Linked DNA regions of Canis lupus: region 1 is linked to region 2. A link is a contact called in public Hi-C data. All regions are on one chromosome and are shown on one strand. Each heading gives the region's core, a stretch centred on a gene start, on an enhancer-like site or on the middle of the called end of the contact. The rest is flanking DNA. Distances are from core to core; before and after follow the strand shown. Region 1 holds the start of SLC16A6 (monocarboxylate transporter 7). Region 2 overlaps ARSG (arylsulfatase G).

What was found. Hi-C and Micro-C count contacts between places; a contact is called where the count stands out from the background.
Region 1: a contact with region 2 is called in a Hi-C map of blood, with 4 times the contacts expected there. The contact joins the promoter of SLC16A6 here to the enhancer-like site in region 2. A contact is called at or near these places in 4 of 9 Hi-C or Micro-C datasets (blood and skin fibroblasts).

Annotation. Positions count from the first base shown.
Region 1 is chr9:11,890,277-11,895,902 of UU_Cfam_GSD_1.0, reverse strand. It overlaps SLC16A6 (monocarboxylate transporter 7), which reads right to left and starts at 3,622. Exons shown (of 6, transcript XM_038546781.1): 1 at 3,479-3,622.
Region 2 is chr9:11,814,557-11,820,742 of UU_Cfam_GSD_1.0, reverse strand. ARSG (arylsulfatase G) reads left to right here. Exons shown (of 11, transcript NM_001048098.1): 9 at 653-773; 10 at 5,272-5,362. Among named protein-coding and RNA genes, the nearest start is that of WIPI1, 39 kb to the right of the region's middle. Within about 2 kb of position 3,237, at least 7 of the 20 cell types and tissues checked have an H3K27ac peak or open chromatin away from gene starts, as enhancers often do. A contact at or near this core is called in blood, where this site is marked.

The DNA of each region.
Region 1 (5,626 bases), core at 2,373-4,872, 75 kb before region 2:
GGTCTCTCCCAACTGTAAAATTCTATGACAGCGGGGGGTGGGGACAGGGGTGGGGTTCCTGGCAGCCAACCCACCTTCTACCCTCATGGCTTTCCAAAGGAAATACAGTGACAAAATACACTGGGCAGTTTGGAGTATTTCCTGTGAGTATGTGGTTGTCTTACCCTTAAATAAATGAGGATTGTGCCAAAGCGTGGAAATCTGCTATACCTAGGAATTTCTCCGGGAGTCGATTTTTGGAGGAAAAGGTGTGATCTGGGGGGTATCAAGAATGCAAGCTATTGGATTATCATAGAGCATCAGACTCTGTTCAGAGCAAAGTTCAAAATGCAGGCTTTGGATGGAAATGGTGGTGAGTGCTGGGATAAGCCAAGCCTCTCGGCAAACGCACTGCCAGTCTCTGTTCTTCTGAAAGGCGTAGCCTGGAGAACAGCTTTCGACAAGTTGTTTCCAGCCCCAGTTGTCCAAACCAGTCTGTATTTAGGTGAAGTTCATTTGAATTCTCTACTACAGAAGTCCCAAACCTAACCTGAAGTCCCCCCTCAGCAGCTCTGAATCACTGGATACAACCGATTCACCCATTTTACAAGATCACGATGTTGAAACCTGAACCCCTAGTTTAAGTGTCCTCCTCAGGAGTTCCACTGAGGAAAGTCCATTTTTGGAAACCACAGAAGGAAAACTCACAGTTAGTGGTACTCATTAAGACAGAAGGAGCTTTTCCACTTGGCTGCATTGTTTATTTACGTACTGGAACTCTCTATCTTGGCCACCCTTCCCTTAATTCGGAGGAGAGGTATTTCTTTATCCCTGGGGCAGGATGTATCGCCCACCCCAAAAATGCCGCGTAATGGTGCTTGGGACATGGGAAGATGCATCCCTTAGAAATTTCAGCATAAGCACACTTGGTAGTTGTTTTTCTTTTTTCTTTTTTTTTTCTTTTTGTAGGCAAGACACTCATCTTCCTATGATTTGCAAAACAGTAAGATAACCGAGAAACCTCCTTCCCCGGGGGGTGGGGTGGTGGTGGTGGTGGTGGTGGTGGTGGTGTAGATACCATCTCCTTCAAGAAGGAGCTGGAGTGTCTCACTGTGCAAACAAAACCAGCTTCCAGGTGGTCAACTTGTAATAATGCTCTTCCCGGCTTGCCTCCGGGGAGCTTTTTTCTAACACTAACGCCCCCCGCGTTGGGTGACATTCTCCGTGCCACCTAAACAAACTTCTATCGGTCACCTGTCTGCTGGGGGAGGGTGGGGGTTTAATTAAAAAAAAAAAAAACGGAAAGGAAAAAAAAAATATATATATGCCCTGAAGGAAAGAACCCATTTCCTCTGCAAAATCATCGTCCGCCACTACGGCCCGGCTGGGCCACCCGGGCGCTTTCCTGCGGTTGGCAGCCCCCGCCGGAGCCTTGGAAGTTGAGCGGGACCAGCGTCAGGCGCTGACAGCTCCGCGGTCCAGGTGTGCGACCCGCCCTGCCCTGCGGGGTCAGGCGCGCTGCCCCGGGCGCGCGTGCCGGCTGCGGGCGGGGGACAGGGGGTGCGGGGGGGACCCAGGGATTCCCACTCGCCCTCGCGCTGCCTCAGTGGCCGCCCTGCGCGCGCGCCAGCCTGGAAGGTACCTCTGACATTTCGCTCTGGTGACGCGCAGGCAACTTCATGCGGAAAATCCACGCAGGGCTCATCCGGGCGCCCCCCCCCCCGCCCCCGGCTCGCTCGCCCGGTGACCTGAAGCCCCCAGCCCGGAGCGAGCGGCCACTGCGGCCGGAGCCCGCCTCCAGCGAGGTCCGGGACCCCCGACCGCCGGGGCCACGGGGCGACCCACTCTCGGCTGCCCACTGGCGAGGGCGCGTCCTCCGGGTGGCCCTGGGCATTCCCAACTGTCAGAATATTTTTTCAGCATAACCTCTCCAAAATGTTCGGCTGCGCAGTGGTCTCCTCCCGCCTCTCCCGCCCGCCACCTCCGCCCCCCCATAAATAAATAAGATAAAGCTCCCCGCACCGATTTATAAAAAAAAAAAAAAAGACAAACAACCCCACACCCCACAATCAAACTTTTAAACATGTAAAATAATAAAACCAACTCACCAAGTTAGAAGGGAAGAGAATAAACCCCAAAAGGCTCCCAATAAGGCGGAGGCTTGGCCTCCCCCTCCTTATAAGCCGCTCGGGAACATGAGAAAGGTTTAACCCCTTAGGGCGTGGGCTCGAGCCTCCGGCAGACGGGCCCCGGCGGCGGAGCACCGGGCGCCCGGCCCGCAGCGCCCCGGCCCCGGCCCCCCACCCGCGGCCGCGCCTCGGGCACCCCGGCCACACCCTCCCCCCGCCCCCCACCCCGCCGCCTGCGCCCGGGCCCTGCGCGCCGCTGCCCGCGCCCCGGCCCCGCGCCGCTGCCTATCCCTTATCCTATACCGGCTGCAGCCGGTCTCCGCCGGCCTCGGGGGCGCGCCGCCGCCGACCATGTGCTGCGAGCGCCGAGCGCCGCCAAGGAGGGGGCCGGCCTGGCGCGCGCGCGCCGGCCCACGTGGACCGGGGCCGCGCCAGGCGCGCGTCCGCCCGGGGCCCGGGCCGGGGGTCACGGAAGGTAACGGCGTCGCCGCCCGGGCCCTTCCCCGCCCCCGCCCCCCGCGCCGCCGCCGGGGTCCCTGGCACGCGCCCCCCCCCCCCCCCCGGCGGGCGCGGCCTTCCTTTCGCGCGCCCTGCCCCGCGGGACCCCGGCGCCCTGCTGCGCCGCGGGCGGGGAGCGCGGGCGTGCTCGGGCGGCGGCACCTCTCCCCCAGCACCCCCCCCCCCCCGGCCGGGCGCGCGCGGGGCCCCGGGGCCGCCTCCCTTCCCGCGGCGCCCCCCGCGCGGGGGCAGGACTGGGCGATGGGGAGGGGGGGGCGCGCCGGGGCGCAGCTCGGCGCCCGCCCCGGGCAGAACAGGTTCCTGCCAGTTTGGGTGTGAGCTGCGCGCGCGGCGCCGCGAACCCCGAGTTCCTCCTCCTGCGCCCACTTCCCCCCGTTTCGTCAACTGGCGCCTGGTTCCCCCGTGGGGGGTGCGGGGGAGGGGGTGCCGCAGCGAGCCCCGGACAGCCAGCCAGCGGCGGGGCCGCCCCGGGAGCCTTGCTCTCCCCGCGGCGGCGGCGGCGGCGGCGGCGGCGGCGGCGGCACCGGCATCCGCGCCGCGCGGCAGGGATGGGAGCCGCGGGCTGAGTCAGCATCGGCGCTCGGGGCGCGCGCATCCTCCCTCCCCGGCGGCTGGCGACGCGCGCACAGGTGCACGGCCGCGCGGTCCGCGGAGAGCCCCGGGGCCGGAGGGGCCGGGACGCCTTCGTGCCCCCCATCCCGACAGCCGCGACCCCAAGGTCACTGTGAACTCCGCAGACGACGCCCGGGAAGCCGGTTACGATCTAGTCACGGGGACAAAGCAGTGTGTCGTGTCCCGGGCATCCCCGAGCCCGCGGGGGCGCAGACCGGGCTTCCCGGTCTCCACCTCACCTTCCCGGGGCCAAGTGGACACCTGCTCGGAAGCAAGGGCCTTGTTCTCCGCGTGTCCCCGCCGACTGGGGTGCGGGTTGCTGCCTCCATTGGGGTTGGAGAAAGTGGTTCTGATGTCAGAAACTCCAGGGAGCCTACTTTGGGAGCGCGCGCGCGCGCGCGGGGTCGCCATCGGGAGGAGTCGGGGATTTGAGTTTTAATAAAAATCCCTTTGCAGTCGCTGCCTGCTTTCTCTCCCTTAAACGTTGCTCTGTGCTCTTACGAGCTGTGGCGTGGGCTAGGTGGGGAGCAGGTGTCTCCGTGGGAAGTCCCCTGTTGGCGGCCAGTACCGTGCAGCCAGGGGGCAGCTGATGAGCTTTGCAACCTTGCGGGAACACCTTCACTTCTTGGGAGCGTCACTGTCCAAATCCATAAAATGGGGTCAGAGGTGGTATCCTCAGAATCGAAGGCTTTATGATGCCTGTAAAGTGCAGATCAAAGTGACTGGCATGCGGGGAGTCCCAGGTGCCCATTAGCCCTTATTGTTGCTATTATTTATGGCTTACCATACCGATTGCTGACTCCAACACCCCTCCAGCCCCGCAAAAGATTCTTTTTTTTCGAGTTGTTCTTGAAAGAATCCAGACGTGATGATGTTTAAAAAATGACTCGAGGGATCCCTGGGTGGCGCAGCGGTTTGGCGCCTGCCTTTGGCCCAGGGCGCGATCCTGGAGACCCAGGATCGAATCCCACATCAGGCTCCCGGTGCATGGAGCCTGCTTCTCCCTCTGCCTGTGTCTCTGTGCCTCTCTCTCTCTCTGTGACTATCCCAAATAAAAAAAAAAAAAAAAAAAAAAAAAGACTCGAATCACTGAAATGACAGCATTGCTAAAACTGGACTGACTCGAAGTGTAATCTTGGACATTTAGGATCTTGCCGTGCGTTAGGACCTGCCACTGCTCTTAGTATGGAATTGTCATATTTATGGCACAGTATCTACTGTATTGGGTATTGGGAACCTATGGGTGTAGCCCATTACTTATAACTAAGCGATTCAAATCAAGTCTGGGAAGTTCCTGGTGCTTCAGATTCTTGATTTAAAACATTAGGCAAATCATGCCCAAAGCTCTAGGTGTGAATGAATAATTGAGAAAGTCACATCTGAGTATTTGACCAGAGTGAAAGCACAGTTCTCTGGGGAGGCATTACTGCAATGATCATCACACGAATACTAAATTGCTATTATTTTAATATTAGTCCTTTTATTGATTTTTTTGCATGTTTTCTTTTTTTCCAACACTGTATTAAATGCCATACATACATGTGATCTTTTATTTTTTTAATATTTTATTTATTTATTTATTTATTTATTTATTTATTTATTTATTTGAGACACACAGAGGCAGACAGAGGTAGAGGGAGAAGCAGGCTCCCTTTGGGGAGCCATATGTGGGACTCAATCCCAGGGCTCTGGGATCATGACCTGAGCCAAAGGCAGATGCTCAGCCACTGAGCCACCCAGGTGTCCCCATGTGATCTAACTTTAACCTCATTCTGCAGGGGTAACATTCTGCCGTTGACACTATCCCCATTTTACAGATGAGAGTTGTCGAGGCACAGAGCACCAGAGGGATTCACCCAAGGTTTCACAACTTTTATAGACACACCCTGGCCCTTTTTGCTGCAGAACCTCATCCAAAGATGACATCTGTCACCTGCATTTGGGGAACAGAGAGGAGGTTGGAAACCCAGTCTCTCTCCGGTCTTGCCAGCCACAAGCCAGTGACTTTTGCTCGCCCTGGTTAGAGGCTGGCTCCACCTTGGTCCCTTTCCTAGTGAGACCAAGCGTGAAAACCCCTGCTTTTTTCACTCCTCCCGAGAAAGCAAAGAGAGGGAAAGCACTGCATTACCATGCTAATCAAAACCCCCCCAAACAAAACTAACTCTGTTTAGTTCTAAATGCGAACAAAAGAACCCTTGGAGTCTGGACGACAGAACCAGAAAAATCAGGATTTGAAGTTTAGGGTTCAGCTCCCCTTTTAGTATCTTCTCTTGTGTCTGCCATAAGCCCAGTGGCAGCAGAGCCCCTCCGGTGCTTCATTTACAGTGGGCAAGGCTGTGATGATGCCCTTAAAAGTCCCTCAACATCTTCTGGGGAAATAAATTGGC
Region 2 (6,186 bases), core at 1,988-4,487:
GGTGGAACCCCTTTGTTCTTAGGTAGGTCCATAGGGGTGCTTTTGTGAATAATTATTTTTTAAAAAATATTTTATTTATTTGAGAGAGCGAGAGATGGAGAGCACAAGTGGGAGGAGGGGCAGAAAGAGAGGGAGAAGCAGACTCTGTGCTGAGCAGAGTGTCCAACACAGGGCTCGATCCCAGGACCCTGGGAGATGCTCAACCATTGGAACCACCCAGGCACCCCTCTTGTGAATAATCATAACACAAACACCCAATGAGCCCTTCCAGAGTGCCAGGTCTTCTTCTCTATGCCTTATCTGTGTGCCTCATCCACACAGTACTTTCTGAAGTGGGCACTATCATCATGCCCATTTTAGAAAATAGAAAATGAAGGCATTAAGAAGCCAGATAGATACAACCCTGGGATTCGAGTCCAGTTAACTCTCAGCCACCGGGCCTGGGTGCGAAACCACTGTGCCATTCTGCTTCTTCCAGAAGAAGAAGAAATCCAGGTGGAACCCAAAGAAAGGACAGGCAGGCAGAGGAGGGGGCCATATGGGAGGATGTGGATGCTCAGTCTGGGCTTGTTTGGGTGGGCCTTGACCATAGCATGGCCAGGGAGAGAGTCTGGGAATAGCCAGGGTCAACACTGTCTTGTTCTTTCTGTAGTGTGCTGGACATCTTCCCCACCGTGGTAGCTCTGGCTGGGGCCAGCCTGCCCCAGGACCGACACTTTGACGGTTTGGATGCCTCCGAGGTGCTCTTTGGCTGGTCGCAGACTGGGCACAGGGTAAGTGAAGGGGGTGTGCGCCCTTCTCAGGCTCTTCAGGAGATTGGCCAGCTGCCTCTCATCCGGGGCTGCCTTTGTGCAGAGAGAACCATCCTTGGACGCTACATGGAGGTGGCTGCTCCAGACCTAGTTTGAGAAAGCCTGATAGATGGCTCCTTTGAGACGAACCTCTCTTTCTACCCCACCCCTTTCTCCTATGATCAATCCGGTTTGCCAATCCAGACTTAATTTAACACCTTGGCTTAGAGCGGGTGTATGGGGATGCTTATTCCCCATAGCATATGATTTGTTTTCACAGTTACTGAATGTTCTGAGACATCGTAGGCACCTGGCACATTTTTGTTGGATGAGATGGCTGAGTAGTGTGAGTGACTTGTTTATCGTGGGGCTCCCCGACTAGAATGGAACTTTCCCGAAAGCAGGGATCTCACTGAGAATTCCCTGTGCGCCTCACAGTGCCTGGCACCCACGGGCATGCAATCACTACGGATCTGACGAATAAATGAATGAACAGACACATGAATGAAACAGCTCTTGGACGGCAGGGCCAACGAGGGCTTTATGCCTCTGACCTGCCCCCTGGCTCCTGGACGGCCCGACATGTGACTCCGCAGCCCCTGCACTGGCTTTGGGTTTCTGCTTCCCAGGGCCCCAGGGTCCCCTCCTCATGTGTGCTGAGGCACCCGGGGGCAGTGACAGCCCGGAAGCATCGGGCCCAGTGGCCTTTCCATGTCATTTCCGTGTGTTTTCCTTTCACCAAAAGGAAGAGGAAGTGGGAGGAGGGAACCCCAAACCCCTTTGTAGGGCCCGGTGAGAGCACATGGCTTCTCAGTTAGGGACCCACACATCAAAGGGTCTATTTGCGTCTCTACCGAGGGTCACATGGAAGTGACTCAAATGCTGCTCAGATGTGCGGCGGCGGTCACCCAAGCCGCCCCTGTGGCTGGGCCTACCCAGGGCAGGCGGCCCTCTGGCCTCAAGAGGGCCGCCCGTGCTTCTGTGAGCATTCGTGCAGTTTCTAGGGCTCATCAGACGTGCCTGAAATGCCCTCCGAGGAAGCACTACTTCTCCTGGCGTATGGAATCTTCTAGAACTGCAGACCCTTCCAGGCTGAGCTGTACTGCGGAGCAGCGGCGAGGCCGCAGGAAGATGGTTTCCGCCTCGGGGCTGGAGGTTGGCAGTGTGTGACCCTGGGGGGTTACGGAAGACGTCAGTGCAGAGGTGCTCCCGAGTGTTTATTAGCACAGCTACTAATAGAATAATTGGGGTCACCAGGAAGTGCTTCAAGGACTCTGGGCTCCTTGCCGTGGCCGGTCTCCTGTGGAAGCCAGCTCCTTCGCGGTCGCTTCCGCTCTCAGGCAGGAGAGCTCACTCTGGTCGCTGCTTTGCGTCGGGTCATCGAGGCCCGGGCTCGGGGCCTCACGGTTACTGGTGTGGTGCCCGGCGGTGGCTGGGTGGGGGCACCAGGCAGGAGGACGGGACCCAAGCCCCAGCACCGTTGGGGGTTCGCGTGGGGGACGCGGGGCGTGTGTGTGCAGCTGGAGTCCTGACCACACCCCAGGGCCTGGAAGGAAACAGCCTCCCCGACCGCCCGCCGGAAGCCACTGATGGTATCTTCAAGAGCAAAAGCCTGCGGGTGCTGGCACCTTCGGGCCACGCCCCGCTTCCCAGGACCCTAGATTCCCACAGAGTTTCGAGTTTGAGGGCAACACAGGTAGTTGTGGGCTCTGAGTCTGGTCTTTTCCGGCCACCTGCCGAACAGACTAGAATAAATTGTCTTGAGTTTGCAGAAGGGAGGCCAGGAGGTGAAGTGAGTGATCACACACACACACACACACACACACACACACACACACACACACACCTATCCATGTACATACGGGATACGCACATACGTGTCCCCCCGCCCCCCCGGGGAGATTTTGAGAAACACAATTTACTTGTGTTCACCACCCTCGGCTGTGTCCTGGGCTTGGTTTAGAAAACAGTTCCAGTTTCAAGAGGCTCAAAGTAACTCCTAGATGATCATCTCAAAACAGGATGCAAATAGGCCTGAGCAATGGGGCTCTTCCTTATTTTGCAAATGAAGTCACCGCAAGTGGGAAGTGCTGAAGCCACCTAGGGCCACGCGCCCCCTGGCAGCCTCCCCAGGCCCTAGGTGCAGGCATTTAAAGGCCAGTTGTGGGCTGTCGGGTTTCCTGCAGAGCGGCCTTCTCGACCTTCTTCTCATTGTCCCCTTGGAGGTCTCTGGGGAAGTCGGGTGGTATTTAAAACCCGCAGCAGCTGCCACCAGGCTGCATGGTGGGTCTTGCACCTGGGTCTGTGTCTGGGCACCGAGGGCAACCGCGAGGAGGGGGGGGAGGGGAGACGGGTAGGAGAGGGTGCCTCCAATATCCCACTGGGGGCTTGCCTGACTCTCGAATGCAAGCTGGAGGTTGTCACGTTGCCGTTGGTCAAGTCACACGGCAGCTCCTGGTGGCCACCAACAAGTCCAAATTTTGTTGGCAAAGGGAAGGCTTCTTTCATGGCTCTGCACCAGCCAGTCCAAACCGGCCTGGGGCTGCTGTGGGTCCTAAGACACGTGGCTCCTCCCTGGAAGCTATACATTGAGGGGACAGGAGCTGGGTTGCAGGCTCTGGAACTCCCATCACTTCTCTTAGGGAGGCCCCTAGTGGTGAGAGGCGCCATCCCCAGTGGCCCACCACTTCTGGAGACAGAGCTTTGCAGCCCCACCTGAGGGGACTGGGGGAGCCCTCCTTGTATGAGTGTGTGTGTATGTGCGCGCGCACACACACCACATATGCACCAGCCCCCAGGGCCTAAGGAGATGCTCCCCTGCTTAAAACGACAAAACCAAATGAAACAAAGCAAAAGCAGGTAAGAAAGGCAACCAGGAACGTGCACCTGCTTTGCAGAAGACACCGTCATCTTTGAAATTCGGACGGGGTGTCCTCCCTGCCCTCCCCCGAGGACCTAGGACCTGTCTTGGGCTGTGGTTCATGTGCACATTTGCCAGCCCTCTTCCTCTGTGGATGGGGAACCCCAGCGCCCTGGCCAGTGTGCCCCCGAGGAAAGCAAAACCCATCCCTGTTTCGGGGAGTGAGCCATCCTCAAGTTTTGCTTCCTCTTCCTCTTGGATTTTGGAAGTTGCCTCTGGTAACGCTGCATAAATATCCTGGACGTGGCAGGAAACTGATGGAGTTTCTGAGGCTCAAACGATGCCCACGGCTTGACCTGGCGGCGGACCGCGACTCCCACCTCCTGGATGTCTGAGTGCGTCTTAGGTCGGTTGACAAGAGTCCCCCACTTCCTGCCCTCTCCAGAAGGAAACCAAGCGGCCTCCTGCGGTGACGGGCTTGGCTTCCTGCAGGGCTGGCAGGAGAGTGGGTTTTGAGTTACGACTTCTTTTCCTGTTTGGAAGGAGCCTGCTGTCATCACGCTGGCCGGGGACCTTGCGGCGACTGTCACGAGAGCCCAGCACGGAAGCTGCAGGTGTGGGAGGAGCCCCGCCCTCGGCGGCATCCTCTCAGAGCCCGGGAACTTGGAGGGACAGCTGTTTACTGCTCCAACAGATGTTTCTCATTTTTTTTTTTTTTTAGCCCCATGGAAACTTTGAATCACGTAAGCGCCTTTCCAGTGATATATATCGGTCATGATTCATACCAGGGCGGTCTCACGCTTCCAGCCCAAACCCACCAACCGACCAAGGACACTGGTCATTTATTTTCTACCAAATCCTGCCCTTGGCAAGCCTGAATTAGGTGTTTCCGCTTTGTAGGGTGATCCTTTCATCTCTGGCCCGATGAGGGAGGATTTCCTCAGTCCGAGTGGGGTAGGGTTGAGTCAAAGGTGAGGCTGTCCATGTTAGGCCGCGCCTGGTTCCGAGACATCACGCCGAGCCGTCCTCTCGAGCATGCCTTCTTAGGCCACCCTTGCTCGAGGGAGAGCGAGAAAATCACCTGGATGCCGAAGTCGGTTCTCCAAAGAGATCCGAGGAACACCTGCGTCCGAATCCCTGGGAAGGTCTGGAAGGCATGCAGGTTCCCAGGCCCTATCTTGAGCCTGAGGGCTGGGGCCTGGGCTGGTGTGTGACCAGCACAGTCATCTCTCACCCCATCCCCCTGGCACTTAGGACAGCCCCGCAGCTGGTTTAAAGAGCAGGTGCTGTGCCGTCTTGGAACTCTCCAACGTTGAACAAGCTTTCTCTCACTTTGATTTTGCAGTGGACCCTGCACATGCTGTAGCTGGTACTGGGCCTGCGAATCTGACCAGAGAGGGGGCCAATCTAAGTAACTGGCCAAATAGCTATTTCATGGAGGCATCCACTCCCCGGGGTGGGGTTGGCCAGTGTGGACCACAGGCCCCAGTCGGTCAGCATTTGGGACCAGGGTAGGGTGGGGTGGGGGTGCTGGGCCGGGCCCCATGACAGAGAAAGAAATGCTTTCCAGGGAGTCCCCGGGAGCCTGGCTGGTTAGGAAGCTCTGCTGCTCTTTCTCAGGTGCTGTTTCACCCCAACAGCGGGGCTGCTGGAGAGTTCGGAGCCCTTCAGACGGTCCGCCTGGGGTCTTACAAGGCCTTCTACGTCAGCGGTGAGTCGGGTGTGCTCAGTGCACCATCCTCCCTCAGGCCTCTGGCAGTGAGTGTGGGCTGCCCTCCTTCAGGGGCGCTCCCGGCACCCAGGGGCCCCCCAGCACAGGCCCTCGGCCCCCACAGATAGGAAAACAAAGTCTGTCTACCGTTCGCCGAAATTTCCAGCAAGCTCCGAGCTAGTCAGCACACTTGACACAGCCCTTTCCCCACCAAGAACCGTTTCGTTCCATTGTTGTGCTTTAAATGCCAGTTTGGCCGAACATGAAATGGGAGCTTAGAGATATTTTAAAGTGTAATTTACTTGACAATAGACTGTTTCAGAAAATAGACTCTAGGGGTTGAGTTAGCAAACCAGCAGAAGGCTCTGCTTCTTGGTTCATTCGCTGACCGTCTTCAATGTATATTTTAGAAATGTGATACTGGGTCATGATGGTTCTCAAAACCTTCCAGTGGCTTCTTGCTGCCCACTGAATTCAGGCTCCTTCCATCCTGGGTCCCTCCACTTTTCCAGGGTCAGTTCTCCAAGGACAATGGCCTTCTTCCTTGGCCTTGTATCGAAATCTCTCTCCACTGCGAGGCCCTCCCATCAAATTCTAGTACCTTGGTCATAAAATCCAATCTCATCTTGCCAGCTGCGTATGATTTGGAAAAACTCTGATAAGGATCACATTCTGCTATATACGCCAGTTATTTGGGTACATGTTTGTTTTTTGGGAGGGGTCCTGGGGGGTACACATTTTATTTCCACTACTAGTTTTGAGCTTTAAATTTTTTTTTAATGTAAGAGAGAGAGAGCATATGAGAGAGAGAGAGAGAGAGAGAG